Linked DNA regions of Mus musculus: region 1 is linked to region 2. A link is a contact called in public HiChIP or PLAC-seq data. All regions are on one chromosome and are shown on one strand. Each heading gives the region's core, a stretch centred on a gene start, on an enhancer-like site or on the middle of the called end of the contact. The rest is flanking DNA. Distances are from core to core; before and after follow the strand shown. Region 1 overlaps Pcmtd1 (protein-L-isoaspartate (D-aspartate) O-methyltransferase domain containing 1). Region 2 has its middle 49 kb from the start of Alkal1.

The links. HiChIP or PLAC-seq counts read pairs in DNA pulled down with a chosen protein or histone mark.
Region 1: a contact with region 2 is called in a CTCF HiChIP or PLAC-seq map of large pre-B cells, with 5 times the contacts expected there. The contact joins two enhancer-like sites. A contact is called at or near these places in 1 of 15 datasets of contacts at CTCF or cohesin (large pre-B cells) and 1 of 115 datasets of contacts at active chromatin or transcription factors (large pre-B cells).

What each region holds. Positions count from the first base shown.
Region 1 is chr1:7,160,636-7,167,536 of GRCm38.p6, reverse strand. It overlaps Pcmtd1 (protein-L-isoaspartate (D-aspartate) O-methyltransferase domain containing 1), which reads right to left. Exons shown (of 6, transcript NM_183028.3): 4 at 6,474-6,645; 5 at 4,166-4,289. Among named protein-coding and RNA genes, the nearest start is that of Pcmtd1, 75 kb to the right of the region's middle. Within about 2 kb of position 3,591, at least 18 of the 459 cell types and tissues checked have an H3K27ac peak or open chromatin away from gene starts, as enhancers often do.
Region 2 is chr1:6,405,374-6,412,037 of GRCm38.p6, reverse strand. No RefSeq gene overlaps it. Among named protein-coding and RNA genes, the nearest start is that of Alkal1, 49 kb to the right of the region's middle. Within about 2 kb of position 5,112, at least 58 of the 459 cell types and tissues checked have an H3K27ac peak or open chromatin away from gene starts, as enhancers often do.

The DNA.
Region 1 (6,901 bases), core at 2,342-4,841, 760 kb before region 2:
CCTACAGTTTTTATATGCATATAAACCACATGCCACATAAAACAATGGAAAGAAATATGATTTTTAAGTCAAATAAAAATTGTGATAAATCACAAGAAAAATTGTATCTTTATTTTAATAAGCTACTGAATATGAGTGGTAATTTATTGTTACTATATCCATTTAGCACGGGGTTTATAAGGGTACTGTTCTTGCGGGATTTGGGTCCAGTGTTTTAGTCTACTGTAATGTTTTACAAACAAATAGATACTGTGACTTAACAGAAAGAAAACTTAGTCTTTATTCTTCCACAGAATTTTAGCAAATAACAATTTTTAAAACCTTTTCATCGTATGATTATTATACAAAGATGGGGAAAAGCAACTTCCAGAATTCTCAATTTGCTTTCAGAGACTGTTGTTTATATACAGAATGAGTTAATATAGAAAATATATCTTGGCTCTGAGATTAACAACTATCTTGATGCCAATCCCATTTCATCAACTCTCTCCCTCTTCCATCCCCACTTAAATTACTTCTATTGAAAATGCATTTCAGGGGGATGATGGATTCTTTTAGTTGGACCCTGTACATTGCAAATTATCGTAATTCACTGTCTTCCTTCCCTCGTTTGTCCCCCCCCCCCCCCCCCCGCTCCCATTGTGTGTACCGTGATGGTGTGTATTTGCATGTGGATACGCACATGCCACAGCACATGCACGGAGGCCCAGAGGATGGCTTTCGGGAGTTGATTTTCTCCTTCTACTGTGGGTTCCTGGGATCAAATGCAAGTCATTAGGCTTGTTCTACAAATATTATCTGTAGCCACTGAACCTTCTTGCTGGCCCTTGCTAAGTTTATTTCTAGTTTATACTCATACATATCCAACAAAGGTCCAATAGCTGGCTATCTTATTTACCATTTCTATTTTTGTAATGGTGAATGAAAACTGAAAACCTGCAGAACAGTGTTCATGCCAATTATCAGTTACACTGTTAGCATGTAATCATACTTGTAGCTAAGACACATAAACACTAACCTAAAGGAAGTGTCAGATAAAGAAGAATGTGAAGTTTTCTTGAGTAAAGTGTTTCCATGGCAGCTGCAAAGCCTAATAGAAAGAAGTGTGCTCATATACAAAGCTCCTGCTGTGTAAGAACACCAGCATGGGCAGCATGGGCCACAGAGGGTTTAGTACTTTCCACTGGGCTATGAGAACCCAAAGTATCAAAAATAGCCACAATTCTGTCTGAAAAAATGGGAAAATGGCGTTATATCATTATTTCTTCCATTAACTAGTACTTTAGTTAGTAAAGAATGACATGAGTATGCAGACGGCATCAAACAACTATAAACCATGTACAAGTGACAATTCTCATTTGAGTCAGGTGCTAGATAGCCAGCACATATTCCTGATTTCAGTAGTCTAGAAGGATATGAATGCTGCAGCTCAGTCATTTCAAATTTCTATCAGAATGAGTCTCCTTTAATTCTTTAACTTCTCTTATTTTTTGTTTTCTGTTAAATGTGGATATTTTTATGTGGTTTGTCTCTTGTACATTGTTATTACCAAATAGCCAATAAGCATTTTTAAAAGGTTGGTTATGAATAGTTTCTAAATTATGAAAATTTAAAAATTTTTCAGAACTGAGAGCTTAGTCTCTTTCTAAATGAGATGAAAATAGAAACACAAAGTCAAGATGGAAGAACTTTATAAATCCTTAAAAGTAGTCACTATGTCTCCATAGCACTCTCTAGGGTCCAGGTGAAGAAACCTTTATGCCAATGACACACCCAGAGAATGATACTTACCATAGGACCCAAAGGTCTCAGAGTCTACCTCTCTTAATTTCCCCGAAATAGCTTGTGATTTGTGTATGTAAAAAACAAAAACAAAAACAAAAACAAAAAAAAACCAAAAAAAAACCACCTTTGGCTACATATGTCTCTGATGCGGCCATAAAACTCATACAAAACAGCTAGGCTCTGCTCACTCATGTGTATGCTTCCTGTAACTGGGCGGACAAGTCTAAGAGAACCATGCAAATCTAAGCTCCTTCCCTCTCGCTGATCCTGCTGGGTTAAGTGAGCTGTGACACAACAATCATTAAGGTATCTGACCTCTCTGAGTTTATCATCCCTCAAATGCTAAGAACTAAGGAAGTGGATCAAACAGGTAATGAATTTCCCAAGACTCCCACCTGCTTTTTACTAACCATTATTACAGGTCACATACTAGGCAAAGCATTTTAGTTCCAATGTCAGATGGTTAAAAATAAAATTTAAAAAAAAAAAACAAAAAAACCAAAAAGACAAAACAAAAAAAGAAAATCAAACAAGTACTAAGAATAAAATGGGTTTTCTGTATAAATCCAAATTCCTATGAAATAAAAGCAAATTAAATGAGAGGTTCATCTGTAGTAAAGCTTTATTTAATGGTTAACAAAACTATGATATATTCAAAGCTAGTTAACGGTAGTTTCCCTTTCTTTCTCAAGGATCAGGTGAAATGCCTACCACACGCTCCTTGAGACTCTTTTTGTTGGTCTCCGACATCTCATATACTTAGGTCCCATCTTTACTAAGGAGTCTCACTGTTTTATCTTGAATTTGTGGGTAACAGGTCCAACTCAAATCCCTCTTCCCTACCTCTTATCTCTACTTTCCTTGGATAATTTAATCTATTTGTTGTCCAAGCACTGCTTCAGACACCGTCTTTGACAGTGAAGATTCGGTACTGATATTTCAGTTGTTTAGTAGGTTTTGGACCGAAAGGCTTCCTGACACTTAAAAACTCGTAGGCACCTCAAACATACCCCAAAGAAAATGTCCACACTCTCTTCCCCTCCTTCCAAATAATGTAACACAAACATACTCAGCTAGTCATTAAAGGGAAAACCAATTCCTCTTCCTCCACCCACATTCCTCACATTGTGGTATTTTTCTGCCTTCAAGCAATTCTATCCACACCCACATAAGCTATCCTCACAATAACTAGTCCACTGTCCAGGTGATGATCCATCCTCCACAGGCACCAAACATGCTCCTGATCTTGAACTCCTCATGTTCTTCATGAGCCTAACACCTTCTATAGTCACTATCTTGGAAAGATGCTGCCACTCAATGTAGTGGACTTGCACTTCAGCACTCAGAAGGTAGAGGCATGAAGAATATGAGTGCAAGGCCATCCTTGGCTTTACAGTGAACAGGAGACCCTGACTCGAGAAGAGAAGAGAAGAGAAGAGAAGAGAAGAGAAGAGAAGAGAAGAGAAGAGAAGAGAAGAGAAGAGAAGAGAAGAGAAGAGAAGAGAAGAGAAGAGATAAATGACACTGCCATAAACACTTGGCCAAGTAGGGTCTCTGACAGCATTCTCATTGTAATTCCGACCATGGAGCAGTAGCAGACAAGCCTTCCTTCCTGCTACCCTTAGCCTAGATGCTCTTCTACTATGAGGAGGAATCAAACTGAAGTCATTTTGAGAGAGCTTTCCATTTTGAATAGGGGTCAAATAAACTCTAAGTTCCCAAACCTCCCTAGGTAACTGACATCCTGTTTGGTAGAGAAAGAGACATGTATGTGGGTAACTGACATCCTGGAGGGCAGGTTGAGACATGAGTGCTAAGCAAGTTGCCCTGCCACAGTTGAATAAACCAACCAATGACTACAGGGTAAGTGTACCACATAGGGAAATGTCCCTAGGAAAGTTTCTTTTCCCTGAATTTTGATTGGTAGAAAAATGTAACTGTAACTTGGCACAGATGTTTGTGGTTTTCAGGCTTAAAAGTTCTGTAACATTCTGGCTGAGGGGCTGGGGTGGGAATTGCAGTTCATCTCACAAGTCTCGACACCCCTGATTGATCAGTAGGAGCTGATTAGAATAAAATGTTGTTTTCTGTATTGACTTGGTGTCTGAATTGTGCTGGATCTAAGTGTACTCTATAACACCACAGTTACTTCCTACTACATTACAAACTAGTAAGTTTACAGTTGGTATGATCCGATTCTCTAAGTTTCTTGAAGGAAGATACAGCGCCCCATACTACATAAAGACTTGACTTTTTTTCTAAATTAAGAATAATCAACCTACTCATTGCATTATTGCCATATTCAATTTGTTATAATCATATATATGATCTACTAAATGCCATCAGTGACAACTCATTCTGGGTTCAAATATCTACTTACGGAGCCCCACAGAGTCCGGTGTGCCATTATCATTCTTACTAGGCTGTACTAGTGGTGCAAAGGAAACCGCAAGGATATTTTTACTTTCCCAAGTGTTTTGTCCAGTCCGCATAATCTGTGTCAACTATTTGGAGTGAAACAAGAAAGAAGCAATTCAATTACTTTAATGTCAAATTTTTACAAGAATAATTGTTAATGAGAAGTTAACATTTAAATGCAACCAAGATATTTCTACTCAATTATGTATTATAACACAAGAAATCTACCATGTACTCCACAGGAAATGCATGCCTGCTACTTTAAGTCTGAGCTTACAGAACCCAGGGGAGAACCTACTACTATTGTCTGACTAAACAGACTAAATAGTAATCAACTCTCCATCATGACTGATGTTACTCAGTCCTTATTGGAGACTCACAATTTGTCAAACTCCAGAGAGTAAGTGTTTGTGGAGTACTCAGCCATAAACAGGACATCTACATCACACCTTCTCAATGCTCAGGGAACATCCCCCCCAAAAGAGGACAGAAAAACTGTAAGAGTCAGAGATCATACAGCATTACTACAAAATGGTGTTTTCTCAACATGACAAGACCATGGCACCCATGGGCACATAGCAGTTTATGATCAAAATTTCAGCATTTCCATCCAGGAAGGCCTCATAAGGCCCCACCCACAGCTGAGGTATGTATTGATAGATGATGGCTGCTAGGAAAACGAAAATCAGTTTCCTTTAGGAATGGTGTCCTTGTTAGGCTGACCATTCTCCAGTGAATGGTGCTAATTTTAGAATGCCTATAATTGTTTGTATGTATGAAATTCACAATGAATAAATTTATGTATATATGCCATTGAAGGATTCATACACATGTGGTCTGGGAAGGACCTCGTTGAGTATGTGCACATGCACACGTGTGGAAACCAGAACTGAAAGCTGGAGTTACAGGCATCTGCCGGACAACCAGCTTACTACTGGAGTCTGGATTCTAGCTCTTGCCCTAGGACTGCACAAAAAGCATTCTGAACAAGTGAGCCATGTGTCTCTAGTTTCAAGACAGATGTTTCAATACAAAAGGAATATCCAAATATGGATAAACTACGTCTCTATGTTACACCCAGCTTCTATAAGCTTCTACAAGTATCCGTACAGATCTGTCCACAACACTGCCTCCCTAAATAAATTTCTGAAATAGGTTCAGTCATTTGGTTAGAGTACTGTTAGGAGGACTATACCAGTGAACTCACTTTATGCTCTTCTATAACAGGGGTAAGAGATTCTAATTCTAACCTTAATTTCACATCACAAATAGAGCCAGAGAGATGGCTGCCTGTAAGAATGCTTGCTGCCAAACATGTAACCTGAGTTTCATTCCTGAGACTCACATGCCAAAGGAGAAAACAACTCTTACAAGTTGTCTTTTGACTTCCAAATGTGTTCTGTGGCATGCCCAGATACACCCACACATACATGATAAATGTAGTTTAATGCTTTAAATAATCGCAAAAAGAAGCATATTAATTCAGTAAACATATCCAATTTTAGAATGTCTATAATCCCAGTATGCATGAACTAAGACATCAATGTTCTATACTGCAGGTTAGCTTGAGTTATATAACAAGATCCTTGCTCAAGAAAAACATATTTTCAAACACATCATTAAAGGAACTCAAGCAAGTCAGTAATTATAGGTGTAAACTTCAGAAATGCTCAAGTAAATCAAGTAAAGTACATGGAACTGTGTAGATATGTGTTAAACACAGTGTACACTTGCTCTCATCTCCACACCTTCACACTGAGCCAGCCATGCCCAAGTTTTCTGTGTACATGTGTGTTGCCACGGAGAGTTCGTAGCCTTACCTGGGAGTTAAGCCCTCTACAACTCAAACACATCCCTGGTCCTTCCAAAAGCATTTCTAATAATTTTTAGCATTCTTATCTACTGAGCCAACTTTCTAGCCTGGTTTTGTTTCTTAAAAGGCTCATTTTATTTATGAAGCTAAGTGCTTGAAGCTAGCCATGCACCAGAGTTGACATGTTACAGGTAGAGGGTATGCATTCAAATGAGGAGCTTGGCTGACTGGCGGAGGCTGACTATTCAAGTGAGCTCTAGTCTCCCATCATATTTCCTCTCTACATCTGCTTGGCTTAAAATATTTAAGGATCTCTTTCAAGCTTCTTTCTATGTATATACATAAACAGATCTATAAAAATGTTTCTTCTTTAAAGTTACAATCTATCTTTCTCTGTCAGAGTCCTAATTCCCAATGTTACAACTGTCCTGTGACAAATGCAGGACAGTAAAAGTACCTGATCCTCTATAGGCATGACCAATATGCCCCCAACTTTGAGTAAGATCTTCATGTAGTTTTCGTGGTCTTTCTGGACTCCAGCTCCACAGTAAATTCGATCATACTGATGACTGTCAGAAGCTATCTGAAGGCAATTACCCACCACAAATGCGGGTTCACAGAATTCAAATCTATGTGGGAAAACAAACATTTTAATTGGTTTTAACAAAACATTAGTTCTTTAACAAATCCCCATAATCCTGTCTTAGAAAACGCAAGGCAACCAAAATTAATTTTAAGAATAAAATATAATTAGGAAATCTTATTTAAAAATAAGTGAAATTTAACATTGACCAAGTATGTTGGTTTTTTATCTACGATACAGCATACAAAGCATTAACCTATTTTGGGCCATATGAAACTTTACTAGAAGTGAAGCATAGAAGT
Region 2 (6,664 bases), core at 3,863-6,362:
AAATCTTCAAGTTGCCTGATCTCTATAGCTGTGCTGAACTTGTCAGTCTGTGTTCCCCATGGCTTGAATTCTTGATCATAAGACTGTGCATTTTATTATTGAATTTGTATTTTATACTAAAAAAAAACACTATTGGGCTTAATGTGGAAAAGTTATTTAAGGAAAAAAACCAGGCCCTCCAGAGCCCCCAGAGACTAAACCACCAACCAAAAAATACACGTGGTGGAACCCATGGCTCCAGCTGCATATGTAGCAGAGGATGGCATAATCTGGCAGTAATGGGAGGGGAGGCCCTTGGTCCTGTTAAGGTTCGATGCTCCAGCACAGGGGAATGCTAAGGCAGTGAGGTGGGAGTGGTGGTGGTGGGGGGGGGAGCATCCTCATAAGAAGCAGGGGGAAGGGGGATGGGATGGAGGTTTGAAGACTGGAAACTCGGAAGGGGGATAACATTTGAAATGTAAATAAGTAAAATAACCAAAAAAATTTAAAAATTAAAAAAGAAAAAAACCCTCATATCACAGAAAATCTATCCCACAGCAAATTTGATGTGCCTAAGTATCACAGAAAGGGATATTTTTCAGGGTTAATGCACAATTTGTCACCACTGTTCCACATGGCTCCTCGTGTTTATGCGTGTCCTTTCTGGGGGGATTCTTATACGCAGACTAATTCAGAGTGCTGGCTATGTATATCAAACAGATAGCCACTGTTAGCAAATCAATAATAAGTATTTGTTTGCCTAGAAATAAAGGAGTGGGGTCATATAGGGCAGCAGGTAGTAATGGCCCTAGTTGAACTGACAGTGAGACAAGCCTGTGGGGCTTCTTTTCAGAGCATCATCAATAATGGCACACCTCGGGGATTTGTGGTTTGTTTGTTTGGTTGGTTGGTTTGTTGAAAACATGCTAAAATTGAATATAGGTTAGAAGGCAGATGAGGTGTTATTGGATATGTACCCACCACAATGTCAGCAAAGATGGAAATTCAGGAGCCATTCTTTCCCAGAACACCAAAATCCTCGGCAAGTACCGTTAAAGCCCCTTATTTCTGAACTCTGGAAACTAGTGAGAGATTTACACCAATTGCAATAGAGATGGCTGAACAGGCGCATCACAGTGACATTACTCAGCTTCCCTTCCTTGGGTTGTATCCTCTGAAAGACCAGAGCCTATAGCCTAGTGAGGGTGTCTGCTTCTGGAGAGAGCAGAGCCTATATCCTAGTGAGGGTGTCTGCTTCTGGAGAGAGCAGGACATACCTTGGTCCCAAAAAATTGTCTACTGCTTTAATCTAACTGAGATCCGCCCCCCCCCCCCCCACCGCCCCTAAGGAATACAGCAAATGCTTCCTGTGTTCTGCCCAACCCACAATACAGGGTTAATTGGTACTTAGAAGGGAATGAGACCAAATGAACGAGCTCTGCCACTCTGGACAAAACAGCTGGGTGAAAAGTCCAGGTGAAAAGCCAGGGAGAGAGATTGTAGGGAGGAAGAGGAGTGCTGAAAAGCAACTGCACTTAAAGATAGCTTTATAAAAAGACTGGAGCAACCAAGGCTGTTATTAAGCATTATTTCAGGGTGGTTCTTACTTACCATCAGAAAGCCCTTGCTGGGGGTGGGGGTGGGGGTGGTGGAAGTGGGGCCAAAGAGACAGCTCAGCAGTTAAGGTCATAGGCTGCTTTTTCAGAGGACCAGGGCTCAATCGCAAGACCCACGAAGTAGCGCATAAGCATCTCTGAGTCCAGTTCCAGAGGATCTGGTGCCCTCTTCTGGCCCCTGATGCACGTAGTTCACAGACAGACATGTAGGCAAAGCACGAATAAACATTAAATAAACAATTACAAAGGGGTTTGTTTTCAAGAAGGAAAGAAAAGGGAAGCACTTTCTGAAGACAGAACTCATGCTAAAGGAATTCCTGACACAACTATTGGCTTTCACTTCCAGTTGGTCTTCAGACTCAGCAGGCATGAATGTAAGCCAGGACAGTGGATAAGCAGAAAAAGAAGCCTAGAACGGACACAGTCTACATATATCTGGCTGCACTTGTTACTTTTCTATTGCTAAAATAGAACACGATGACCAAGGCAATGGGTAAAAGAGAGAGTTTAACTGGGCTTATGCTTCCGGGGCGGTAAGGGTCTGTGATGACAGAATGGCAGCTTGAAGCTGGAACTGGAAGCTGAGAAGTCAGATCTTGAACTGTGAGCAGGAAGCAGAGAAAGGCACATGTCTTTTCAGCCTCCAAGCCAGCTCCCTGTGGCATGCTTCCTTCACAAAGGCCACTGCATCTAGACTTTCCCAAATAGGACCACCAACTGGAAGCCATGTGTCAGATGCCATAGCCTATGGGAGTCATTCTCATTCAAACTGCCACACTGTAGGATATATTTTTCTTTCTGTTCCATTCTGTCTTTTAAAATGCATGAGATAATATTCAGTGCAGTGTGGACAACCAGCACCAATAAAGTCAAGGCATGCATAGAACAAGAAAGCATGACTTACAAGAAAAAAATATTTACAGAAACTCTCTCTGGAGTACCACATGCCCTGGATTGACTAGACAAATAAATGTATTTTTTATCTATGCATGTTGTGGTGCTTCAAATAAAAATGGCCCCCATATGTCCATAGGGAGTGGCACTATTCAGTTTGGTCTTGTTGAATTAGGCATGGACTTGTTGGAGGGAGCGCATCACTAGGAAGTAGGATTTGAGGTCTCGCAAGCTCTAACCAAGCCTAGTGGTTCACAGTTCTCTTCCTGCTACCTGTGGATCAAGATGTAGAATTCCCAGCTCCCCTTCCAGCATCACATCTGCCTGCATGTCACTATGCTTTCCACCATGAGGATAATAGACTAAACCTCTGAACTGCATTAGCCAGCCCAGTTAAATATTTTCTTTTATAAGAGTTGCTGTGGTCATGTGTCTCTTCACATCAATAAAACCCAAACTAAGACACATGATAACTATAAAACAGTAGTTATGAATCCATGTTAACGGATGTGTACAAGTCTGTAAAATGTGTCAATAATATAAAGGGGAATGAATAGATGTATATGAAAATGTGCTTTAACTTGATATATGCTATCAGAAAACAAACCTTGGGCATAGGACACATGCTAAGAGAATTTCTGACATGGTTCTAAGCTTTCCTTTCTGAGTATATACCATGCAAGTTAAGTTAGCATTAGTCAAGTTAAGTTTTTTAGGAAGTACTTAAAACCAAGTAGCCAGGGTAATAGAAATGACAGCCAAAGGGAGACTTCCGTTGGGATGAAAAAAATTTTAGGTTTTGTTGGTAATTGCAAAATATTGTGAAAATACTTAACGCAACTGGTTGCACATTTTAAACTTTCATACTGGTAAATTTTAATTGTGTTTTACCATAATAATAAAAAAAAAACCCAAGAAACTAAAATAAAAAAACCCAGCAATATGGGCTTTGCTCACAAACCATTCAAATTGCTGCTGGCTTCAGGGGAACCCAAATCCAGTTCCACAGCACAGATGTTAGGGGAAACTTGTGCCAAGGCATCTATGATTCCTTTCACCACCACATCATTGGAATGTGGAAGTAGGCAGGCATGCAGACTGCAGCAGCAAATGGAGAGCTCACATCTTACACTAAGAGCAGCAAACAGAGAGGGAACTGAAGTGCCATGAGTCTAAACAAAGCCCACCTTCTGTGACATACTGCCTTCACCAAAGCCATACTTCTTGTACTGGCTAGTTTTGTGTCAACTTGACACAGCTGGAGTCATCACAGAGAAAGGATCTTCAGTTGAGAAAATGCCGCCATGAGATCCAACTGTAAGGCATTTTCTCAATTAGTGATCAAGGGGGAAAGGCCCCTTGTGGCTGGGACCATCCCAGGGCTGGTAGTCTTGGTTCTATAAGAGAGCAGGCTGAGCAAGCCAGGGGAAGCAAGCCAGTAATGAACATCCCTCCATGGCCTCTGCATCAGCTCCTGCTTCTTGACCTGTTTGAGTTCCAGTCCTGACTTCCTTGGTGATGAACAGCAGTATGGAAGTGTAAGCTGAATCCCTTTCCTGCCCAACTTGCTTCTTTTTCTGATTTTGTTTTTGTTTTTCGAGACAGGGTTTCTCTGTGTAGCCCTGGCTGCCCTGGAACTCACTCTGTAGACCAGGCTGGCCTCGAACTCAGAAATCTGCCTGCCTCTGCCTCCCAAGTGCTGCCCAAATTGCCTCTTGGTCATGATGTTTATACAGGAATAGAAACCCTGACTAAGACACTTCTTAAGCATGACAAACAGCTTCACCAATTGGAGACTAAATATTCAAACATCTGCATCTATGAGGAATGTTTGCATTCAAATCACCATACTAAGTACTACGGAGAAGGATCCGTCTTAGCCTCTGAGGTATGAGGTCTGCCAGATGGGGAGCTACTAGAATGGATCTATCAGCCCCACTTGTCAGAATATAAGAATATTTTTAAATGGTCTGAGAGTGTTTCTAATTCCTTCAAAAGGCAAAGAATAGCATGTAGACCATCCTTGTTGGACAATGAATCCTTCTAATTGGGGGCTCTAGGGATTTTTATGAGTTGCTCTCCTTGCTTGGTGTAAGACATAAGGGTGGGCTGCACAGGAAAGAGGGGCTGTAAAAACAGAGAGATGTCCCTGTTTGTTAGATGCTGTTCGGTTTATTTTGTTCTCCTAAGACCTAAGATCCCAGCCTGACTCCTGACTTTTAGTGAATAACCTAGATTTTAGTTCATTTCTAATGTTTACAAAGGGTACTTAGTTATGCCTTTTTGTTTTGAAACTTTAAAAAGACTCATTATGTTAAAAGTGGAATAAAATAAAGTTTTGTGGTAAAACAAAAGAGAGAGAAGGAGGGGTAGAGTCAGTACCAGAGAATACTAACTGCTTCGTGTGATGCTCCTGGCTTAAAATACTTATTTACAGTTTTAAAAGAAATTTCTTACCTGAATGAATGTTCTTGTACTTTGTGATTCAGCTATTGACTTCAAATAAAAGTGACGTCTTCAATAAAACAAAACAAGACTTCCAAGCCCCATATTGTACCGGGACACCTGTGTCTGTTCCAGCTGTCCTCATACCAACCACCTGAAGGTGCCAGCCTCAGTTAATCACCAATGTCCCTACTCCAGGTCATTTAGTCATCTCAGAAGTTGAACTTGAGTTTGAACTGGAACATAATTCCGAGGCCTCAAAATTTGTCACAGAATAGTCTCCCAGAGTATGGTCTCAGATGCTGCAAGTTGTAAACTAGGAAGTGATCTACTGTCTCTATTTCTTTGGGCTTCCAGGGGATTCTGACACACTAAAGTTTCTGAACCATTGCACATGGCGCTATGACTTCCCTAAGTCCTGTCAGAATCTGCTTAGCTCTTCTTTCTGAGAGCAAAAAGGTACTCAGAATAGCGATTGTTAAGTACTGACTTTCTGTTTCAAAATGAAACTACTAGCACAGAGAAGCCCATCTGGAGTTGTTGGTGGCCACAATGTTTCAGTGTTTTTAAGTCTGACAGCGAGGCGCCACCGTGTGGAAGAAAGATGACCCTACATTAAAAATAATTCCCGCAGTGATCAGTTGACTTCCCAGTTTTGTTTGTTGTTTGATCTTTATTTACCGCAATAGTTTATACACAGTGGGGAAATGATTTTGTAAAAATGAATAACTAAAGAAGACATTAAAAGTACACAAAACATACAATGTATTCTTAGAGTGTAATTGCGGTTTCATGTTTCCTCACATCTGTCTTCCTTCCCTCTGGGGCCAGTGACAACATGCAGACTAGCAGGACCAGGAGCTGGAGCAGCAATGTGCTGCACAACCGAACAGAAGTGAAATCTGCCTTCCTGGAGACCATCCCCTGTACAAAAATGTTTCCCTCTGCAAATGGCTTCCTTTGTCGGACTGCTGAAAAACAGGTCCATGTGCCAACAGAAGGAAGGAGCACGGGTTCAGAAAATGATTCTGACCCATCGACTTTCACACTGAGCTGTATCTAGTGTTTATTCAAACTATCATTTGTTCCATGTAATTTTCTATTTGTTTCATTTCCATCGTGCATAAAGAACTCAAATTCCAAACGCAATCTGAGGCTATGAATTACGTGGATGTTTAAAGACCTGTCTACACTTGCTTTTGTCTGCTTTGTTCTTTGTGCTTGTGTTTGACATCTTGGTGCCACTTACACAAGCCACAGTTAAGTGATGAAGAGCCAAAACCCTCAAACAATAAGTAAAACAGAAAACCTTTGATGTTGTCTTTTGTTTATTTACTTTATTTTTGTTTTGTTTCAAATCTAATTGAGACAAACCAACAAGAAGAAGAAATCACCTAGGTGCTGTCTGGTCACCCTCTCTGGTCAACATTCCAGAAATAGACATAGATATAAGTGTTATAGCTAAATGTTAAAATCATGTCCAGAAGAATGAGGAACTGAAATTTGGAATAAGGGTTTTCTATTAACTAGTTGTCCAAAAATACATTTTAGAAACTAACGGAAGCGAATGGCAAGTGATCACAATAATAATTATCTAGAGTTTACTGGGCTCTAGTTGTATTCCTCCTCATTATCTCTGAACCATGAACATTCACTACTCCTAAACTTTACATCTTTGGGTGACTAGAAGCTCTCAGTGCTTGTCTAGTCTTTACCACTGTTTGAAATGT